Regions from separate parts of the Lactuca sativa genome. Here region 1 is linked to region 2. A link is a contact called in public Hi-C data. All regions are on one chromosome and are shown on one strand. The core of a region is the stretch at or near the end of the contact, and the rest is flanking DNA. Distances in the headings are between cores, read along the strand shown. Region 1 holds the start of LOC111887598 (villin-2). Region 2 holds the start of LOC111887592 (DNA-directed RNA polymerase II subunit RPB7).

Region 1 (6,375 bases), core at 3,057-5,556, 150 kb before region 2:
TACGTTATTGTGTTTTAAAAACTTTCAAATATGTATTTAAAATTTAATATGAATTTGTTAAACAAAATACAAACTTTATATTTATAATTAATTAATATAATTTAATATATAGCACAATACTATAAGTATTAAATATTACATTTAAATAATAATTAGTAGATAAAAAAACCAAAAATATATAAATATATAAAACAATGGAGTAAAATCGACAACTCAAAGTTTATCCGCATTTTAGGGGAAATAAATAGTATAAAACCAAATATGATGTTATAATATTCATTTCCCCCAAAATGGGGGAATAAATAGAATAGGGTTGGAGAGAAATGAGGAAAGAAATGGAGGAAAAAATGAAGAATATGAGTCGGTTGGAGATACTCTTATCATGTAACTTTCTACTTTCTAGTTACCGTTGCTTAGTTGACACTATGATGTGACATGATGAGTTGATATTTTTTTATGACTTGATGTTTAAGATGACAAATATATATATATATATATATATATATATATATATATATATATATATATATATATATATATATATATATATAATGGTTTTCTTGCTTGTAAAAATGGGAAGTATTTTTTTACTAATTATTTTGATCTAAAAGACAACAAAACTCGAAGGGACGAGACTCAGACCCACAACATCTATCTCAAACAAGCACTTAACGAGTAAGAAATGATTGTTTGACCATTCATTTTTTGCTATCGGACAAACATATTGACTATGAAATATATTTTCTACCAATTTTTAGCTCGGTAACAGATTGTATGGTTTTGTTTTATACAAATTTAACAATGCTAGTATCTTTATGTAATAGTTACATCACAAAATGCCTTTTGTTGATTTTTTTCGAGACAATGATTACAAAATCTTTTGATTTCTTTAACTAGTTGTCAAACATAAATAATTTAAACAAAATTTTGTTAGGTTGAAGTTGATGTTTCAAACAAATAGTTGCATAGAAAAAGAAAATGGTAAAATACACAATCTAATTGATCCAACCTAATGTCTCCCAAGATACATGTGTAAGGTCAATCATATAACACTAACAATATTTTAAACATATAAGGTTTAAATGGTGGATCTCATATGTGGAATTTTATACCTTAATCACTAGTTTCATATCTTTTGGAAACTGAGTGGCGCTTGACAGACTATGATGTTGTTGGCATGACATAGTCTAAACTAAAATGTCTTTCATTATACAAACTTCTTTTATTAGGGTGGACGGAGTGGGCAACAGGCTAGGGAAAATGGATGGAGGTATCGTCAGTACCTCGAAGCCTACAGTTCTGCTCATTAAGCATGTTAAAAATGGTGGTAGTGAGCAGCTTTACAAAACCGTTGAACTCTTTATCTCTCACACTTAAAAAGTTGTACTTTATGTTTACAGACTTGTATCAAAATAGGTTTTTATGTTTTTAACTAGTTTGTAAAATACTCTTGTATGTTTTTAATATTTTATGAATTAAATTTTTAAGAATTTAATAAGTTTGTATTTGTTAAAAAAAATTGTGTAGGTTTAGAATGGATGAGAAATATTAGATGGGGGATATTGTGACATGGAGGGATGAACGTGAAAGGAAAGTGAAAAGTTAGGTCTCGTTTGATAGTTGCTAACTGAGAAAGTACTGGCTGAGAAAGGTCTGTCCGAGTAAGAAATCCTGACTGAGTAAGAAGAAATGTTGTTTGATTGTACATTTGACTGAGTGTGCTGACCAATAAAATATGACCATTTTACCCTTTCACAAGCAATTCAAAAGGAAACCCATTTTTTCAAAATATAAATAAACATAGAATTTTGGGGAATTAAAAGCTAAAAAACTTATTTCAATATCTTTTACAGATACTTTTAACAAATTAAATAAAATCCTCAACTATCTAAAGACGTTATGATCATCAACATTCAAACAGAAAACACAAGTAATGAACATATTGACTTTTCTCATCTGGAATAAAAATCCTCACCATGCAAAACAAATAACAAGAATTAAATTCACTTGTAGAAAATATATTCAAAACCTATTGCAGCTCTACATACATACAGTGTTTGCCATCCGAAGTGAGCAATGAATGGACCGATTTATATGACAGTGTTCAAGAATCAGCTTTAAGTCAACTGGTAATTCATGAAACTTCTATTGGCCACTTTCAGTTTGAAAACAAATCTATAACTAATTACAAAACTCTGATTCTATACAGGTCTATGCCGATATTGTGCTTTATTAAAAGAACATTGATTATATTGTGCAGATCTATGTATAAATGTGATTGCAACTAAGAGGATCTTATGTTATTCAAAGATTATATGGATTAGAATCATTAGGCTCTGAAAAAAGAGAAGAAATTAAAAAGAACCGCAGAGTCTCTTCATCAATTTTCACAGAAGAATCTCAAAATCTAAAAGCATAGTTTAAAACACAACGATAAATTAAAAAGACGGCAGAGTCTCTTCACCATTTTTAGAGGCGAATTTCCTTCTTTTCTCAAACAAGAAATTTTTTGGCTTCAAATCTCTTGATTGGAGAAATTATGACGAAACAAATTGAATCAAGAATGAAATCAATTTGAGTTAATGAAATCAAAATGAACAACAAACATGAGCAAATCAACAAAAAATCGAAACAGAAACAGCAAAAATGCAACTGAGAAGAGACGAAAGCAGTACCTGATGAGAAGAGGCAGAAATTGTCGATTGGTAGGGGGATAGAGGCTTGAATCGTCGATTAGTGGGTGGGGAGAGATGCTCAAATTTTCGATTGTAGCTGAAAGATAGAAGAAAGGGGATGGAGACTCTGAAAATTGGAACGGTAGGGCAAGGGCACTTTTGGAAACGTTAATCCCTTTCTCAGTCAGCCGATATCTCTCGTCTTTTCCGATCAGATCTAGCTTACTCAATCAGACATCTAAAATCTAGTGTAACAAACAACTTTAGCTGAAGAGTCAGCCAAAAACGTCTGAGCCAACTCGGTCAAACGTATATCAAACAGGACCTTAATATGACAAATAAGTTATGATGGGTATGAAAGATGGACTATCTTCACCCTTAGAACCGGTTCAAACCCGTTTAATTTGTGATCTAAATTGGACATAATTTAATTAAATTGGTTTGATCCATTTTCCTTACATTTTAATAATTTAATATTTTTTTTTGCATGTTCTTTATCAAATATGGTTCATTTTAGTTTATTTTAAACTTTGTTTTATTCTTATTTGGCTATTTGTTAACATTTATAATTACTCTATGTTATGTTTATATGTATTTTTTACATGCCTATATATTTTAAGCCCTAAGGTTCAATGAAAAAGTTATACAAATTTGAATTTACAAATTTGTTTTAGGAAATGTTAATAATTGAAAATACTTTGCTTAATTGATATTTTGAACCTTCAACATTATTCATGAAATTCTGAAGCTTAACCCTTAAGTTTTTATCGAAGACCCTGATCAATATCATCATCACCATTTGTCACCATTACATGTACCTATCTATTATCACCATTGACCTTGCTTTGCTCTGTCAACTAAAGTTGCTTAATAGAGCATAAATCCCAATGTATCAAATTTCAATAAGGTTGGAGGGTGTGATAAGAATGAGGTAGAGCCTATATCATATATTTTATCATGAGAAACACCATGCCTAGTCTATGGTATGAAAAATATGACAAGAAAAAAATTGCAATAACTTGTCGTGCTCCTCTCTCTCTTACTCTTCCTCCCTCTTTCAATCTCTCTCCTATTTCCCTCTCCTCGCTCTTCATTGCAAAATTGATATATCATGCCTAGTGTACGGTTTTGTTAGTAGCAAAATGAGGTGTAGTGTGTTAACGGTGGCACACCACATCCTTCACTCTAATATATTAAATTGTTTTTAATATTTTATAGTTTTTAAATAATTTATTATTATAAATTAATAGCGTGTTTAATTAATTGCGTCCGCACCAGATCAAATGGATCGTACCCAAACCGGACATGCTTTCTTCTAGACATGTTCAAGATCATCTTGGTCCTACCTAAATGTAACAACTAGTGATTAATTAATATTTTATAACTGATCACATTACTAGAGTAAGAAAAAAAACAGTAACAGTAATTTTTTTTTATCAGGAATTAAAAAGTACGTTTCAGTAATAAATTGTTTTAATTACGTTTGCGATAGTTGTATCATTTTGGACATTATATAATGCAATAATATCGAAACCACCAATAAACCAGGAGCTTCAACTTCTTTGGCATGGCGCCCTTTTCGTCATTCTTTGCCAATAACCCCGGGACGATGAAGCAATTATCGATCTACAAATGGCAAATGCAGATGCAATAGAAAAAATTCATGGAACCAAAAACAGAGGGAAATTGAAACGAAAACAATGCATGGCCATCCGGTTTTTCCCTTAATTTCAACATCTTTCTCAACGAGACTCCCTTCCCTATCATCATCATCCATTCCTCTCTAAAACGAAATGCCTTCTTCATATCTCCATTTCTCTGCAACTATAATTCCTTAAAATCGATTACTTATTTACCTTTTGCTTTCAATTTCATATCCGTCTCTCCAAAATTCGTTTTTGGAGACAATTATTATAGCGATCGAATCCCAGGTACGTTGTCGTTGATTTACCTTCCCTCTGTTAACAATTGATTTGTCTCTCGTTTATTAATTGCATTGCGAGTTTATATTGTTATTACTGTGATCTAATTTAGATTTCTCAATATCATGATCAGAATCTCTCTAATTCTTAAGATCATCTTCTAAATGAATTAATTTTCAGAGCACAGAATATGATTTTAGGGATGATTACATGTTTGCTTAAGCCGATTTTGATTCTCTCAATTTTTTAGTGACGATTGTTCTAATCTAAGCCTCCTTTCTCAAAATCTTACATATAGAGACTACACAGCGGGAATTTTGATGGTATTTTCTTCCGTCATCATTTGAAGAAATTACAAGCACCATGGCTACTGCAAAAGCTCTTGAACCTGCATTCCAGGGAGTTGGTTCTAAACCGTATCCTTACCCAACATCAATTTCTTTTATCATCATCATCTACTTTAAAGAACATTAGAAATTCAGTCATTATATGCATGTATGATTCGTTTGCATTTGTTGTTAGTTTTTCACTTAACACCTTGTAGAGGGCTTGAGATATGGAGAATTGAAAACTTTCAACCAGTTCCTTTGCCAAAATCAGATTATGGTAGATTCTACATGGGTGATGCATACGTTGTTTTACGGGTTTGCTCATAACCTTTCACAATTTCTATTTCAGTTATAAAATGTTATTGTTTTAATCATTCATACATTTGCAGACTTCTAATGGAAGAGGAGGTGCTTATGGGTACGACATACACTTCTGGTTGGGAAAAGATACAAGCAATGTATGTATAACAACATCCTATATCCCAAATTAAATAACACTTCCTTATTTTTTTTTTAAGAAAAAGTTCAATTCAAATTAACTAAATGTGATAATCAGGATGAAGCTGGAACAGCTGCAATAAAAACAGTTGAGCTTGATGCGATTCTTGGAGGGCGTGCAGTGCAACATAGAGAGATTCAAAGTCATGAATCTGATAAATTCTTGTCATATTTCAAACCATGTATTGTGCCACTTGAAGGTGGTGTTGCAACTGGATTCAAGAAACCTGAAGAAATGGAATTTGAAACAAGATTGTATATATGCAAAGGGAAAAGAGTTGTTCATGTGAAACAGATTCAATTCTCTCGATCTTTGTTGAATCATGATGATGTGTTTATCTTGGATACTAAAGAGAAGATCTTTCAATTCAATGGAGCAAACTCAAATATTCAAGAAAGAGCTAAAGCTTTAGAGGTTATTCAGTATTTGAAGGACACTTATCATGAGGGAACATGCAATGTTGCAATTGTTGGTATGGGATATACATTTAAAGCACATGATTAGTCAATTAGATTTACATTTATCACCCTTTTTTTATTTTTGTTTTTATAAATCATTTCAGACGATGGAAAACTACAAGCGGAAGGTGATTCGGGTGAATTTTGGGTTATCTTTGGAGGGTTTGCTCCTATTGGCAAGAAGGTTCTTGGTGATGATGATATAATTCTAGACAGGACACCTGGCAAACTTTTTAAGTACGAATCTCCTTTTGGTTTTCTTTAATCTTTATCTGACAAATTATCTTTTACAGAATTCTAATTTTTTTTTTTTTTTTTTTAAAGTATTGGTGGATCAGAGGTGAAGGATGAAATTACAGGATTTACGAAATCGACCCTGGAAAACGACAAATGTTATCTAATGGACTGTGGGGCGGAGGTTTTCGTGTGGGTTGGTAGAGCAACACAAGTTGATGGTAGAAAAGCTGCCATGCAGGGTGCTGAGGTAGGATT
Region 2 (5,872 bases), core at 943-3,442:
TTAGGGGGTCCTCATGCAAAGAGGACAAGTGATTGCTTATGCTTCGTGGAAGCTGAAGCCGCATGAGTCGCGATATCCCACACATTATCTGGAGTTGGGGGTTGTGGTGTTTGCCCTCAAGATTTGGAGACGCTATCTATATGGGGTTCGGTGTACAGTCTACACGGATTACAAGAGTTTGAGATATCTGATGGACCGACTGAACCTGAACATGAGGCAACGCAGGTGGCTGGATGTAGTCAAGGATTATGACTACGAGATCCTTTACCATCCGGGTAAAGCAAATGTGGTAGCGAATGATTTGAGCCGCAAGTCGGTTGGGTCTTTAAGTAGGGTGATGTGTATGAGGATATCCGTTGATTCTCTGCTTTTGGGATTGATCATGGAGGCTCAGGCCGAGGGAGTTCGTAAGGAAAACTTGAAGCAGGACAGGATCTGAAAGGAGATTGACAAATTTATCACGAATAGTCGAGGGTTGTTGACCCGGTGTGGTCGGTTTTGGATTCCAGTTTTCTGGTGGGATCAGGCAGATTGTGTTAGAGGAGGCTCATAAGTCTCGTTTATCTCTTCATCTCGGGGCCACCAAGATGTATCGGGATTTCAAATTGAGTTGTTGGTAGTTGTGTGTGAAGAGGGAGATAGTCTGGTATGTCGAGAGATGCTTGACCTGCAGGATGATCAAGCTGAGCATCAGAGGCCGCATGGCAAGTTGCAGCCTCTAGAGGTTCCCATGTGGAAATGAGAGCAGATTTCTATGGATTTTATGTAACATCCCAAAAATTAAGACAAAAAATTTCATTTTTAAGCAAGTATTAAAGAAACCATTAGTGTTAAAACCATTCATTGTGTCATTTCATAACAAAACCAAATGTTAATAATCAAAACATGTCACAATAAAACATCATCAGAGTATATCTCCCAAGAATATCATGTGCGGAATGATGGTGTGATGCGCGGCAATCATGTCGACTCCTTTCCCTTCAAAGAAGAGGTACCTGAAACCAAAACCGAAAACCGTAAGCACAAAGCTTATAACACATACTGCCAAACATATCTGGGTGCACGGCCTACCCTGCCAGACATATCTGGGTGCCCAACTCCAGTTTATTTCAACCGGTTACGGGGACTATTTCACCCCTACCACTACCACATAATAGCATACCAATAAACACATAAATCATAACAGGCAATGACATACCAGACAATTATCACGAAGACAATCGTCTCTACCATAAACAACTATTAGTGGGCCGACATTGGTGCCTTCGATCCACTCCTACAGGAACGTAACTCACCTCGTGAAGCTGAATGTAGAATCTCATAATAATAAATCTCTAGCGGTAATTCCAACGACTCCCCAAGCTATCATGACCACAATAACACTTAATCAAAAACTAATAATTCTTCTTAGGGTAAAATGGCCATTTTACCCGTTATCTAATTGGGCCAATGCTTAGGGCCCAACACTATAACATGAAAGGCTCCAAATCTAAATAGACTTCCTAACCCTCAAGTGGCCCACCAATGACCCAATTTTCTGAATTGGGTCTAACTCCTCAAATGGACCTTATCGAAGGCCCAATAAATCCTTAGTCCAAAATAAGCAATTTCGAGTGGCCCATTAGGGCCCAAGAGGCCCAATACTTTAAATCTCAGTTTTAGGCCCAGAGACTACTCCATAGTGGGCCATGAGGCCCAACAACTCATACCCAAACTTCTAAGGCCCAAAAATCCATATACTTCATTCTGCATGCGTACGCGCGACGTACCTGACACGTACACCCATTGTACGCTGGCCTTGACAAAAAGTGGGAAGTTGACCCAGTACGCGCAACGTACCAAGGTGTACGCCCGACATTCTGGTCAGCTTCCTTGGGACTTAATCCATTAAGTCCCTACGTTCAGAACATAGATCCAGGTCCCTTAAGACATCTTAATCCATAAATTCACAAACTTTATGGTTTTGCATAATCGAGATTTTAACAACCTTTGATAATATAAACTTGTAGGATCACATTATTTTATCGAAATCGAGATTTTAACAACCTTTGATAATATAAACTATAGAGGAGAGATTGAATCGTGAAGCGGATTAAGATGATCCTAAGATCCCGTTGTAGATATTGTCACAGATAGATCTAATGAGATCGGGAGGAATTTAGGATATGATTATTCACTATTTAGGAATGGACTAATATACAACATAATAAAAAGCTTACGTTCATACGCGACACAACACAAACAAACACAGACGCCTCCATTCTTCTCATGTTCGTCGGCTCCTCAAGCAATTTCTCCCCTGCTCGCCGCCGATTGCCAACCCCGCCACTGTGAAGCCACCGGCCGGAGACCTTCGCACCCAACAGCTCACCGGAGACCTTCGCACCCCACAGATAGAGGTTCGTTTGTCTTCAATATTTTTCCTGCTTTCGTTCATTCATTTTTTTTCTGCTGTCGGTTTTCCTTTTTCCCTTGTTTTCCGTTGAAATCGAATTCTGTGTGATGTGTGCAACGTTTAGATATATGTGTGAAGTTGAAATCTTTGTGATGTCTGCAACAGGGAACAAGATTAGCCAACGATTTCTTGTATCTAGTATTTACTAATATCCGTGGTTATCTCTACATTCAATTAGTCTCTACAAGTTTAGAGCTTCCTGCAACGGTGTATCTGTTCAATTGCTATTGTTATGAACAGGAGCCTACACATTGTTTATTGAATATTTCAGTTTTAGGTTTAGGTTTCGATTTCGTTTAATTGAATAACAAGACCTTAAATTTATCCATGTATTGATTTTGGGAACCCTAGGTTAGTAGGTCCAACGTACAACTCGTATTCTCCATCGAAATCATGAAATAGTACTGAATCGTATTCTATTTTGGATTCAGCGGAGATGTTTTTCCACATTATTCTGGAGCGAAACATGCAGCTCCACCCTCGCCACTTTGGTCGCGACCTTCGGGAAAAACTCGTTTCAAAGCTCATGAAAGACGTAGAGGGCACTTGCAGGTTAATGATTCATACATTCTGTAACAACTTTCTTCTCCTTCCAAGTTCCAATTTCAGACATGATTATGTCTAATTTGTGTTTTTCGCTTACAGTGGGAGGCATGGTTTCGTTGTGGCCATAACTGGTATAGAGAATGTAGGAAAAGGGCTTATTCGAGATGGCACAGGTTTTGTTACTTTTCCTGTAAAGTATCAATGTGTTGTGTTTCGACCTTTCAAAGGGGAGATCTTGGAAGCTGTTGTCACCATGGTTAACAAGGTCATATATACTCGATCCATTCCAGAGAGTGTTTTTGATGAAAATTGATTACACAGTTTTTAGGGTTATTGAAATTTTTTGTTCATAATAACTTTTTGCAGATGGGTTTCTTTGCTGAAGCTGGTCCTGTTCAAATATTTGTGTCAAACCATGTGAGTTGAAGCTTTTTCTTCATTTTGGTGTTCATATAATCTCATTTGGTATTTCTAATCTTTGTTTTTGTTGTAGTTGATACCTGATGACATGGAGTTTCAGTCTGGAGATATGCCTAATTACACAACTTCAGATGGATCTGTATGAATCAATGGCATTTTCCTTTTTTTTTTTTTTTTTTTTTTGTGGTGTGCACATAAGTGATGTATATTTGATGTTATCCCTGTTTTTGGACTTTTTTCAGGTGAAAATTCAAAAGGATAGTGAGGTCCGATTAAAGATCATTGGGACCCGAGTTGATGCCACAGAAATTGTAAGTCCACATACAAAGACTCGCTCTCTTTGTATGATATGTGCAAAAGACATGAATGCCCTTCTCATCTTCATCATTGAAAATAGACCTAGAAAGTTAAATTAATGTTTTGGTGTGTTGGTTTTTGCAGTTCTGCATTGGAACAATTAAAGATGATTTCCTGGGTGTGATTAGCGACCCGGGTACAACTTCTTAATGCATGGGAATGGGAATGGGAATTCTCAAGTCTTTTTGTAGGCCTTTTGACACTTAGCATTGTACTATCTTTATTTGTCAAATATAAACATGTAAATTGTTGAGAAAAAGGTCTACTTTTCGTATTTTGGATTATTGCTTGAAGCTCAGTGGTAACAACAAATTTTATGTCTATTTATGATTATATGGTTATAAGATTTTTGTTACAGTTGCACATTTGGTTGGCAATTATGTAACTCTATAGAAACATGATGATGTTGTATGACGATGGAATAGAGGTGAATGTAATTGATGATACTGTTTTTAATACTCATTTAGACTATTTTTTCATAAGTTCAGCGAACACCATTTTCATTGATAAAATAGTTACAACTCACAACAATACCATTTTAGGGACTTGATCACAACGAATAAATATGATACATGGACAACAAACACCAGTTTTATTGATTATAAGTTGTGACAATAATACCATTTTAGCATAAAGGAAAACTATAAAGATAGAAAAGTTAGAGCAAATAATAAAGAAATAAATGAAAGTAGGTTGTTATTTCTTTCATTTATACATACGAGTCTATAACGATAAAAGGAATCAACCTCATAAAAGTGTTTCCATCAGTGCATAACATCCACTGCTACCAATTACAAAATCACCAACTTTAAATAAATACTTACTTTCCTAAAGAAAGTACAAAGCCCTAAAGGTGTCAAATTCTATTGAAAACTAAATAAGCAAATGAATTTCTTTGCCACATTTGTTTAAAACTACAAAAAGATTTAGGATACAAACTCCAATACTTCTCAAAAAGGGTATACACCACCCCTCACTTATGGATTCTCATACCTCCATTAACTTTTACAACAACACCCTTTGACACTAAACTTTGTGTAAAAACATCCTCTCATTTTGTCAACACGTTTTGTATTCCTTGTTTAAACCATTTAATGGAATCCATATCATACCCACAAGAATCCATTTTCTTCATAAGCTCAATAGCATGGTTTGACATATCATGCGATCGAATAAGGGATCTAAGCAGATTACTACAGATTCTTGGTTTCAAGATAAAACCTTTTTGCAAGGAGTAATGAAAAACCTCAAGAGCCATGTTCAAATTACTTTCTCCAAGAAGAGTAGTAATTAACATCACACAACTTGCAGGTGTAAGAGTAATATCATATTCCTTAAGAATAGCAAACAATTTCAAAGCCTCTGTTGTTTTATGCACTTGACAAAATCCAATAAGCCAGATTGTATAAGGTGCTGGATCCAAATCCCTTGACTTTATATCCATATCAAGTAATAGCCTCATTGGTCTCTCTATTTCTCCATTTTGTAAATGATTTTCAACCAATTTGATTACTTCTTCATCTCGTTTTGAGACAGTTTTCAAGTACTCTAACCAAAGATTGAAAGCAGCAAATGTCTTGTTTCTTCTACAAGACCATTTCATTAGGGTTTTATAAACTGCAGGAGTAGGTTTACACCCGTTTTCCACCATTTCTTTTACAAGCATAATTGCATCTTTTTCTCTCCCAACACTTTCGAGCCCATGAATGAGTGTTGAATATGTAACAGAGTCAGGTGTATTTCCTTTTACTTTAAGCTTCTTAAAGAGGTTTAAAGCAGCATCCAAGAGCCCAGCTTTACATAAACCATTGATCAAGATGTTGTTAGTTGTAATGGTTGGAAGGAATGAAATCTGTGTGAGAAGTTTGTAAGCTTCTAAAGGTGACCCTGATTCACATAACTCTGTCACCCTCTCAACAACTCTATCAGAACCTTGATTAAATCTAAGAAATAAAAAAGGGTTTTTTCCAATCTCCATTCTGTGAAACAAATGGAAAGATTTTTCAGGCTGCTTGGATTTATAAAGCCCATCAATAAGAGCATTGAAGGTGATGACAGAAGGGACACATCCGTACTTTTCCATCTCATTGAATA

Evidence for each region. A called contact is a pair of places that touch in the nucleus more often than the background predicts.
Region 1: a Hi-C map of seed shows a contact between it and region 2, with 3 times the contacts expected there. The contact joins the promoter of LOC111887598 here to the promoter of LOC111887592 in region 2. A contact is called at or near these places in 2 of 4 Hi-C or Micro-C datasets (leaf and seed).

What each region holds. Positions count from the first base shown.
Region 1 is chr5:330,877,918-330,884,292 of Lsat_Salinas_v11, reverse strand. It overlaps LOC111887598 (villin-2), which reads left to right and starts at 4,306. Exons shown (of 20, transcript XM_023883770.3): 1 at 4,306-4,606; 2 at 4,896-5,013; 3 at 5,142-5,241; 4 at 5,316-5,384; 5 at 5,483-5,897; 6 at 5,988-6,120; 7 at 6,208-6,367. The coding sequence starts at 4,961.
Region 2 is chr5:330,721,690-330,727,561 of Lsat_Salinas_v11, reverse strand. It overlaps LOC111887592 (DNA-directed RNA polymerase II subunit RPB7), which reads left to right and starts at 2,192. Exons shown (of 7, transcript XM_023883762.3): 1 at 2,192-2,399; 2 at 2,887-3,007; 3 at 3,101-3,266; 4 at 3,368-3,418; 5 at 3,495-3,560; 6 at 3,664-3,732; 7 at 3,863-4,141. The coding sequence starts at 2,892. The coding sequence ends at 3,928. LOC111887574 (pentatricopeptide repeat-containing protein At1g79540) reads right to left here. Exons shown (of 1, transcript XM_023883744.3): 1 at 4,447-5,872. The coding sequence ends at 4,830.